Regions from separate parts of the Mus musculus genome. Here region 1 is linked to region 2. A link is a contact called in public promoter capture Hi-C data. All regions are on one chromosome and are shown on one strand. Each heading gives the region's core, a stretch centred on a gene start, on an enhancer-like site or on the middle of the called end of the contact. The rest is flanking DNA. Distances are from core to core; before and after follow the strand shown. Region 1 holds the start of Tmem167b (transmembrane protein 167B). Region 2 overlaps Ahcyl1 (S-adenosylhomocysteine hydrolase-like 1).

Region 1 (5,121 bases), core at 631-3,130, 870 kb before region 2:
TGAGGGCTCTGTATCTTGATCTGACTACAGCCAGGAGAAAGGGTCTAAAAGCCCACCCTACAGTAACACACTTCCTCCAACAAGGCCACACCTCCTAATAGTGCCACTCCCTGGGCCAAGCATACTGAAGCTACCAGTTAGTACAATCCTGTCAAGGCTGACTCTAATTTAGGCATTAACCACAGTCAGCCAGGCACTTTAGTACAGATCTTTGCCTTCATCTCTAAGTGTGAGGAACAATTTTTATTATTATTTCTACAACAGGATCTCCTGGAACCAGAGGAACATATCGTTGTGAGCCATCACTTGGATGCTGGAAACCTAACGAAGGTCTTAACAAGAGAAGCAAATGCTGTCAACCACTAAGCCATCTCTGCAGTCCTGTCTTGCTTTGTGGAATGTCCTGTGTGTATACACACATATGTAATCCAAGTGATTATATTAGTGATTATGTTAGGGTTTTTCTATATATCTTTTGGTTTTTGATGCTGTAATTTCTTAATTTGAGTATATTTTTTTCAATGACTCTTTTTTTTCTTCTTCTGGTTTTTCAAGACAGGGTTTCTCTGTATAGCCCTAGCTGTCCTGGAACTCACTCTGTAGACCAGGCTGGCCTCGAACTCAGAAATCCGCCTGCCTCTGCCTCCCAAGTGCTGGGATTAAAGGCGTGTGCCATCACTGCCCGGCTCAAGTACTCTTTCCTACATCAAACACTGTGGCTACTCTACTAGTGGTTTCCTCCTCTTGACTGTCCATTCCAAGTCTTCTGACAGTTTTGTTCTAGGTAACCAGGCGGTTCACAGCCAGCAGATGGCACTGTAGCAGGAATGGACAGAATTCTTAGGTTTCTGAGTGCAGCACTTTCAGTCAGACTCTAGAAAAGCAGACCCAGCTGTCTATAATTGAAGGTCCCAGTTTACAAAGCAGAACCTAAAGCTTTGTTCCCTGCACGCCAGCCCACCATTAGACTGTCATCATCTAGTCAAAACATCTTCAGAGAAGCCAGGGTACATTTCTGAAGAGGTGAGGCCAGCATGACTTAAACTCTGCAGATAAAGGAAACTATCCTGGTAATTTAAGGAAAAGAAAGTCATTCTAACAAACAGGAAGCTGTCTGAATGCTTCTGACAACCGAAAGCTTTAGGATCGGAAGCATGTGGCTTTTGTTATAGTTTCTTATTCCGTTTACGAAAGTCAGAGGCAGCTTGGCTAGATTTCCGCAAGAAGCCACCTAACAAGGGCTGTCCCAGGAGTCCGAGCAACTACTGTGGTATCCCCCTCAGCACTCAAACTCTCGTCGGGTTTCAGATATTACAGCACATATTACTGCTGCAGAGCATAGAAGCAAAACAAACAAACAAAACAAAACAAAACAAACAAGCCGTGTCCCCAAGAACGGTCCAACTATCCTGACAGTGGTGACGTTTTCAGCTTGGTATGGTAAGATACAGTGACCCTGCTGTAGTATACACACGTGCGCCACCTTACGTGCAATTGCTTCGCATTATAGCCTGGTTCCCAAGTGTTTTCTCTTGGAACTGTACCTGATTTCACTACCAGTTGTCACCTAAATAAGTTGGAGGAAACGGGATGGCTTTCTTTTGTTTCTTGGTCATGAATCACTGGAACCCTAAGTTTTGTTCTCAAGTAGATACAACGGGGAACGACATGTTCTGGCACACTGAACATGTGTCACAGAGCAATCCCTACAGCCTTTATTTTTCAAACACACTGTCTGGGTCCAGTCGGTCTAATTAGACAGGAGCAAGCAGGCGGACTTCCGGTTGCCATGACCACAAAGGAAGCCTCGCCCAACACGCTCTCCTCCCACTACGTAGGGACGCAGACGCTACGCAGGCAGGGCGAGGCTTTGGCTCGACGATCAGCTAATTATGCCTGATTGAGTTCGGCGTTTCTCTCGCTCGGCTCTCGCGCTTGCGTACTACGGCTCGTTCCCCGTCACCACGGCCCGGATCGGGAAGTGTCAAGTGGGAGCCGGGTTCCCCCGCATTTGCAGCCGCCACAGCTGAACCCGGACCCCTCACCCCAGCCGGGCACTACCGCCATGACGAACGGTGAGAGCTGGGGGCCCGAGCGGAGGGTGGCGGTAGAGGACTGGGACCAAACGTGGCGGGCGGGGCTAGACTGACGTGGCCGTTCCCCCCGCCCCCTCCCAGCCCGGCCCCCCTGGACCTTGGGGAGCCCCTAACTCCTGTCTGGGATGCTCCTTGCAGTTTCTCTTTTCTCAAGCCCATCAAGGTACCCTAGTGCCACACCTGACTTTTCGTTATCACCCTTTACTCTCTTTTCTTTCCTAGAAGTTGGTTCTGGCCGCTGGGGAGGTCGTTCACTATAGAATTATGTTGTTAGTCCCCAGGGGAGAGAAGCTGTTATCCAGTTCCCTAAGGTCTCATACTTTCTGACAGTAAGCTGGTTGAAAGGACTTAGTAATGGTATCAAATCCCACCGTTTGCGGGGGAGGTGATTGTAGACAACCCCCAAAGTTTTTTGTTTGTTTGTTTATTTTGTTAATTTAAAAGACACCAAAAAAAGCCTTCATTCGTTTGACTAAAGTCCTAGTTGGGTGGCTCCATCTGGAGCTTCTGGCTAATACCGCAAAGGGTGGATTTAGAAGCCGCCTTTTATTAGTGATGGAGCACTTGTAATTTTTCCAGATTGCTTCAAACAATTTTATAGTCATGATTTTCAGGTTCTAGAGCATGAATTAAGACCTTTATAGTCAGTCTTACAGGAACGGAAATAAGAAAGCCTTTTCTAGGTACTATGATTGGAGAGGCTCGGGAAAGTATTTCTCATAGACTTCCATAGACGTGACACTGAAGACTGAAATGTCATTTCCTTGTGAATTTTGGCATTGTCTCTTAACTTATAGGAGTAAAAGAGCAAGACATAAAGGCATCCATAGAAACTGTCTGTGAGCTGACTGATATACTGGAACTAGCTGTGAAATAGTTTCACTGGAAGAAGTCAGTATAGTCCAGAACTGGCGGGAACCGACAAAGACCCTGATTGTATATAATATCCATTTGAAGCTTTCTGGGTAGTCAGTCTTACCATAGTACACAAAGTTAAAGAAGGAACGGAGGAAGACATAGTGTAAACTAGGAAATAAAATATTCTGGCACAGTTGATTACTGAATAAAATCTGCCTTTATGTAATTCATTTTGCTTACCTGGGTATCACATGTAAGAAGCAGAACTAAGAGCTTTCTGTGTCACCTAAGCATCAGATACATTTTTGTTTTGTTGTTTTGAGAGTGGGCTTTGCAGGTTGTATTTGGCATGCCTCTAAGCCGAGCGTTGAGTAGGAGGAGGCAGGCAGACCACAAGTTTAAGGCCAGCCCTGCCTACACAGCAGGACGCTGTGTGGAGCAGAAGCAGGATATGGGCTCCCTTTCCCCTTTGTAACTTGGGCTGCACTTAGCTAACACCAGTGTTCCAGGGGTGCATCGTTCTGCCTCATGGACACCAGTGCTTCCTGTCTTCCATTTTGTGCCCATCTTTTGTCCTGGCAAGAATATGATTTGTTAACTGTACTGTACTTGAAATAGCAACGGAGTATAGCAAAAGTGTAGCCATATGAGGTTTAACTCTTGGAATTTCCACTAACGTTTATGGTCCGCCGTAACATATGCTTTACCAACAGATGCAGATCTGAAAATCTTGGCTAAAGACTGAGCTTTCCTGCATCAGATGAGTGATTTATATCAAGAACATATGTAAATCTGTATGCTCAGACTCCGAGGACTAGCCGAGTACTAGCCTCAGTTACTTCCAAGAGTGCCACACAAATACACGTGTGTCTTCTAGTTTGTAGTGAGGGCGGGGGAGTGGAGTGATAAAGGGGCTTTTTACAAGCAGGTTGGGGAAACAGTGCCAAGATCATGGACCCTTCCTGTTTACCGTTGGCCCTGCCGTTGAGGTGGCCTCAGCACTGCAGTCTGGGCAGCATCACCTCCTCAGGCACAGCAGCATCAAAGACTCTCTCTCCTTCTCTTTGTGACAGTGTACTCCTTGGATGGGATCCTGGTGTTTGGTTTGCTCTTTGTTTGCACCTGTGCCTACTTCAAGAAAGTACCTCGTCTCAAAACCTGGCTGCTGTCGGAGAAGAAGGGAGTGTGGGGTGTATTCTACAAAGGTAAGGCCTTATCTGCATGCAGAGAGAGAACATACGTAGCTACTTCTCAGCAACGGAGTATAGCAACAGTGTAGCCGTATGAGATTTAACTTTCGGAATTTCCACTAACGTTTATGATCCGCCTGAACATATGCTTTACCAACAGATGCAGATCTGAAAATCTTGGCTAAAGATTTTTGTGGTTCTAGAATAGAAGGCGTAGGACCAGGGTGATATTTGGACTCATGTTTACTATATGAGTGTGTTTGTGGTGTGTTGTAATTGTGTGGTTGCTGCTGTGTACACTTGGCTAGCTGAGCTGTGAGCTTCTGGAACTTGTCCTGCCTACTTAGCCTACAAGTACTGAGAGCACAGGTTTGTATTACAATAGCCATATTTTACGTGATTTCTGGGATTTTGACTCAGGTCCTCACAATCATGTGGTAAGTGCTTTGCTTAGGGTCTGCTAATAAGATAAAGTTGAGGGAAGAGGTAAATTTTAAATTAGCCGTTACTTAAGGCATACTTGTTTGTTTTACTTTCTAGGTAATTTTGGTGTTCTAGGATTAAATAATGGACACATAACAATGCCAGGTGTGGCACATGCTTGTAGTTCCAGCTACTTGGGAAGCCAAGAAGTGAGCTTGTTCTTGGCCAATATTTGGTCTCATGGGGTGAGGTGGAGATATTTTACAAGTTAGATCATTTTAGCCTGGCCTGAAACTCCTCTTAGCAGGAAGAATAGTTTTCCACTTATTTTTGTTTTTAAGAGAACACATTGGATCCTTACCTTATATTTTGGGCACCTTCATCAGGAATTCTATATAAATATTTTTTAAATAGGGTAAAATAAGGACTGGCATGGTGACACATCCCTAGAATTCTATTGCATAGTGAGCCTTTGTCTCTAAAAGGGTTAGGGAGGACAGGCATGAGAGCACACACCTTTAATCCCAGCCCTGGGAGACAGAGGCAGACAGACA
Region 2 (5,321 bases), core at 412-2,911:
TTGGTAGTTGCTGCATTAGAGACTGTGCATAATGCTTCTTAATCTTTTGAGCCTTAATCTTTGAAGAATTTCATGAAATCATAGTTTCTGTCCTTAGGAAAAATCAGAAGAGCACAAAAATACATATTTACTTGTATAGGCTTTGATAGGGCAGCCTGGAACTCATTCATAGACCCTAACCCTTGCTGTAATTTGACAGGCTTCTAAGCATAGTATCTCTTTTCTTTATAGAGCTAGATTCTGCTTTAAAAGAAAATGTTTCTAGCTTGCACTTTGTCTTTGAGGTTTGGAATAAAGCTGGGGCTGGTGGTATTGTTAACCTCCTCTTTGTGGCTCGTTATTGCCTTGAGAGTATAACTCAGAAACTTATACACAGAAACCAGACTTTGAGCAACTGTGGGTAAGTACTTTCTCAGCTCTATTTCTCTCCATAGGAAACTGTATGTCTTAAACTATTCTTGATACTGAACTGATAAAGTATGGATTTTATCATTTGATTTCTCTAGGTAGAGCTTATTGATGTCGAGGACTGTTTCAGACATATAAGGTCTGACACACAGTACTGTTGATGAACGTTTATTGAGTCACTACTGTGAAGTGATTGTCCCCAGGAGAAAGTAAGGTCCAGTCACGTAGTGACTGACTTGCTTTCCTTTCTTATTGCCAGAGCTGTTTTTATGGAAAGATAAGGCAGTAGCTAGGGACTGCAGGAGAGAACATAATGAGAGTTTAGTAGCTCTCTTTCTAATACAGGAAATGGAAGGGAAGGGAAGAGAAAGAATACATACTACATGGCCTCCTCATTAGCTGTGTAGTATGGAGACATAAAGCAGTCAGCTCAGAGCTATCCTTACTGTAATGAGGGATGCAGTTTGAAATTCTCACCGTTGGAGCAAACATTTTAAGCACTGGGGACCCTCTCTCTGCTCAACGTTGAAACTGGTATCTTAGATTTAAGAAACTTTGTCCCCAGGTTGTTGCAAGTTTGAGGAATAATGAAAAGTTGGGCAGCAGGATTTGGAATGTATGTTAGGGCTCTGACAGTGTTAACAGCCTTGTTAGCAATGCTGAGCCGTTTCCCATCTTTCATACTGTGTGATGCTGGGTGTCCATTCAGCCGAACCAAAAGCTGAACTTGACATCCAACAGTCTGATGTGCACTTGTCCTTGAAACACACCTTTACAGTTACAGTCTTCTGGGAATGAGCCAGTGCTGTCCTAACCATGAGCTCCTGTTCTCGTTGGCACTAAACTTTGTGATGTTTATGTAAAATGTGTGACTTTGGCAAGATTTGGGGGAAAGGGAGTCTTTCAAAATTCCCTGTTTTGGAAAGTGAAATAAGTGCTTTATAGAAATGGCAGATACATGCAGTTACTCTGGTAACAGATTCAGTTTCCTGTCCGTGTCCAGGTGGTTCCAACTTCTAATTCAGTACTTGAGTTTTTAGTGCCAGCATCAGTACCAGACAGGAAGATTCCCAGTGTTGGCTTGTTATGTAGAGAGTGACCCAGCTGGCTTGTTGTGCTGGACTTGATGAATTGTGAATTTTAATTACACTGATCAATACAGTGGCCTTGGTAACGGCCTTGTAGCTGCTGTAGAATCTGTTTGCTTCAGGGTTATAACAGAAAGAGACTAAGTTGATCGGGGACATCATGTTCTCACTGTAATAAGCTGTAGGCTAAGTCCAAGAAAAAACAAATCCTGGAGGGGCTGACCTCACTACACCCCTTCTCCAGTATTTCCCAGGAGGAAGCATTACTCTGGAGGTGGTTTCTGTTCTTATTTGCCAGCTGGGAGTAAATCAAGGTTGACAAAGACTTGGTTCTTAGTGTAAGTGGGGTAAAGGACTCTTCCAGGTTCTAAAGGGCACATAGAAAACACTTGTACTGAGAAGGCCCCTGTCTGCTGGTCTGTAATTGGGAATAGGTGATTGATGAAACTAACCTTAGCCCTCTCATTCAGGAATTAGAGCTTTCCTATTTGGGGAATATGAGATTCATAATTATGCACATTCTTTTCTGATTCCATAGGGAGGGGATTAGCTGAAAGCTGGGCATGATTGGAATGAGAGCATATTGCCAGTTTTTGCTAAATTTGAACTAAACCATGTTTAAAAATAAATAAACAAAAACCATTCTGTCTTGTTTAGATAGACTCTCATGTTCTCCTAACCCTTTATGGATCCATCACATGCATGCCTGTACTAACAAGTATAGTTGGTATTAAAAGTAGCTTCTCCACTTCCTTTCCCTTGTTTTAATTCGGAGCAAAGCTTATTAAACCCATTTATTTCCTGCATTTTTTTGAGGTGCTTTGTCAAAAGCATGGCAAACTCAGTGTAATTGTTTGCTTTTTCAGGTCCTCCTTAGATTGCTTGTTAAATCAGTACCTTTCGTGAGGTTGGAGTGTGAAAGATATTTGTCACAAAGGGAGTTTTTTCAGACTATTTATTATTAGGGCTCTAAATTAGACATACTTAATTCACAGTAGGAGAGGACCTGAAGGTAGGGCAGCTAGTGGAGAATGGGTTGGCATTTTGAATGACCAAGGCGCTGGAAATTATTTTGAAATTAGATATGGGGTAGGAGTGCAGAGAGAGAGAGAAAGAAAGAGAGAGAGAGAGAGAGAGAGAGAGAGAGAGAGAGAGAACACACAGTAAATAAAACAATGTAAATCAAAGGAATTAACCTGAAGCCTGTCATTGGACCTAAGCTAATGATTGCTTATCTAGAATTAAGGATATGTTAGGGCCATAGAAAGCCCTGAGCTATATTCTTTGGACTTTATCTCCTAAACAGTCTTTATCAAAATAGGAAGGCCATTTATGTAAGAGTACTGGAGGGTATCTATAGAACAAATGGGGAACACCAGGCCTCTCTAAGCCAGTTTCATTTCTTGAGTCTAAATTCTTTTTGAAATGCTAAGTATAATTCTAACACATTATACATACCCTTACCTCTAGTTTCTGGATGGTCAAGTCAGAATATGAGAGCTTAAACTTGTTAGTTTATATTATAAACTCTTAGACTGAAAATAATAGTATTTTAAAGACTTTGAGAAACATTTTGGTAAAATTCTGACCTCAGAAGAAAAGCACAGTTTAGTATAGTTAATTATTGAAGAGTTACAATTCAACTAAAGAATAGATCAGAAACACATGCTAGGGAGGAAAAGACAGAACTTAGAAAGTTGATGAAGCCGATGAGCCATGTTACCAGCTAAAGCCAGTGTTAATGTGGCTCTGGTGTTTGATGTGAAAGAATGGCCAGGCCTCCCTCAGGATGAGTGCTGCAGGAGCAAGGCTGAAACTCCTTCGGGGTACTGAAAAAGAACTCAGTAAGTGGATGGTTCAGTTGAGGCTGGATTCTAAGCTGACCTTAGGATCACCACAGCCCAAATGTTCCTTTACTTGAAGGAAGTTCTTAGAGAATTATTATTTAAGGTTTTGAGAACTTTCCATGCCCATACTGAAAGACTGCCAAATAAGGAGTATTATAAGAATGTTCCAAGCTAACTTTGTATAGAGACTCATGTCCCATTAACAGAACCTCATCTCTCCCCAGAAAAGTCAGGAGACTCTACCTGGTTCCAGTTCTAACTGCTTTCTTGTGGGAAAACAGGAAGCCTGCTGTTAGCATAAGGATATTTCATGGTTTGCTTAGTGATACATTAAAACTGAGAGGATATGATCATGTACCAGTTATCTTTACTTACTGGCTGGAGTGGTGGCTCAGCAGTTATAAGCATTCATTCCCTGCTTTTTCAGAGGACTGGAGTCTCATTCCTATCGCCTAAGTCAGGCAGCTTACAATGCCAGTAACTCCAGCTCCAAGGGATCCAAGGCCAACATCTGTTCATACACTGAAAAATAAAAATAAGCATAAATATTTTTAAATGACCAAAGAACTTTAAACCTCACTTCCTGGGGCTTTTAAAATCTATTTTACAGTTTTATTCAACCTGTAACCTAATACTCCAGTTTTTATTTTTCTTCATTAATTTTTTTCAGCTTTTTAAAGATATAATGGGAAAAAATTAAATGTACTTAAAGGGTACAATGTTATACTGTGTTATTTGTACACAGTCAAGAAATGACTATGATCAAGCCAGTTAACATAACCATTTCCTCAGTTCTCTTTTGTGAGAAGTTCAGCACAGTGCTAGCCATTTTGTTGCTGAAAGCAGCTCCCCAGAAAGTACTCCCCAAAAGGTTCAGTTTTCAACCTGTGGGTCCAACAACCCTTTTATAGGGGTCGCCCAAGACCTTCCTGCATATCAGATATTTACATTAAGATTCATAATAGTAGCAAAATTACAGTTATGACGTAGCAATGAAAATAATTTTATGATTGGGTCACCACAGCATGAGGAAATTTATTAAAGTATCTTGAGTGGACTGGCCCTTGAAACAGTAGGGGACTGCTTTCCCCACCTAGTTCCAAAAGGAGAAATGCTACTAAGCTTGTGGCTTGTTTGGGATTTTTGTTTAGTTTTTGTTCTTTTACACTTCAGTGTCAAAGTTGCCTTAAGCAAATCACGTAACCCCAGCTGCTACCCCATCCTGTTTCTGTATGCAGCCCTTAGATAATGCTAGTTTTTGAAAATAACAAATTGTTTTGTAAACCATAAGCTATTAATTTGAGACAGACAATATAAGTATAAAAGTCAAGGAAATCTGGGTATTTAGAATCTTATTGCTTATTAAATTTTATTTCTTTGTATGTATGCGGGTAGGTGTGCATGTAGAAGTCTACCATATTTGTCCCAGGATTGAATTTTGCTCTGTCAGACTTGGTAGCATTCACCATTTTCCACTGAGCCATTTCACCAGCCTGATATTAATGATTTTATTGTTTAATATGCTAGTACATGTTGCTTTTAAACTTCTTTCCTCATCAACTTTAAATAAAAATTCTAATGTAGTAGTCCCTATGTTGTGAGGATTGTTCTTTGTGTATCAGGAGTTTTTTAAAAATTGAAAATTGTTTAAATTACAAATATCATGGTAGTATTACATGTTGAGAAAATAGCTCTTGCAAAACAAAATTTAATGTTTATTTTGGTATGCTGTGCAATATTAGCAAGAGAACTTGATCTTTGTGCTCCTGCACACACCACTGGCTAGAAAACAATAGAAGGCAGGGCTCAGGAAAACCCAAACTTGCATATGCTGGTCCCCACTGTAGATGGGTGGCATATTACACTCCTGGAATGATAGGTAACTTTTGTTTTAAAACAACTCCAGAGAAGCCACAACTGACAGTCCTTCCCGGCTTTCTTGCTTCTTACAAGCCACATAAAATAGTAGTTTCATAAT

What was found. Promoter capture Hi-C pulls out the DNA fragments that hold promoters and counts their contacts.
Region 1: a contact with region 2 is called in a promoter capture Hi-C map of liver, with 5 times the contacts expected there. The contact joins the promoter of Tmem167b here to the enhancer-like site in region 2. A contact is called at or near these places in 3 of 39 promoter capture datasets (liver and pre-B cells), 1 of 484 Hi-C or Micro-C datasets (CD8 T cells) and 2 of 115 datasets of contacts at active chromatin or transcription factors (craniofacial prominence and memory CD8 T cells).

What each region holds. Positions count from the first base shown.
Region 1 is chr3:108,559,225-108,564,345 of GRCm38.p6, reverse strand. Tmem167b (transmembrane protein 167B) reads left to right here and starts at 1,880. Exons shown (of 3, transcript NM_026198.2): 1 at 1,880-2,075; 2 at 4,028-4,159. The coding sequence starts at 2,066.
Region 2 is chr3:107,686,896-107,692,216 of GRCm38.p6, reverse strand. All of the region lies in intron 1 of Ahcyl1 (S-adenosylhomocysteine hydrolase-like 1), which reads left to right. Among named protein-coding and RNA genes, the nearest start is that of Gm52629, 5.0 kb to the right of the region's middle. Within about 2 kb of position 1,661, at least 63 of the 459 cell types and tissues checked have an H3K27ac peak or open chromatin away from gene starts, as enhancers often do. A contact at or near this core is called in liver, where this site is marked.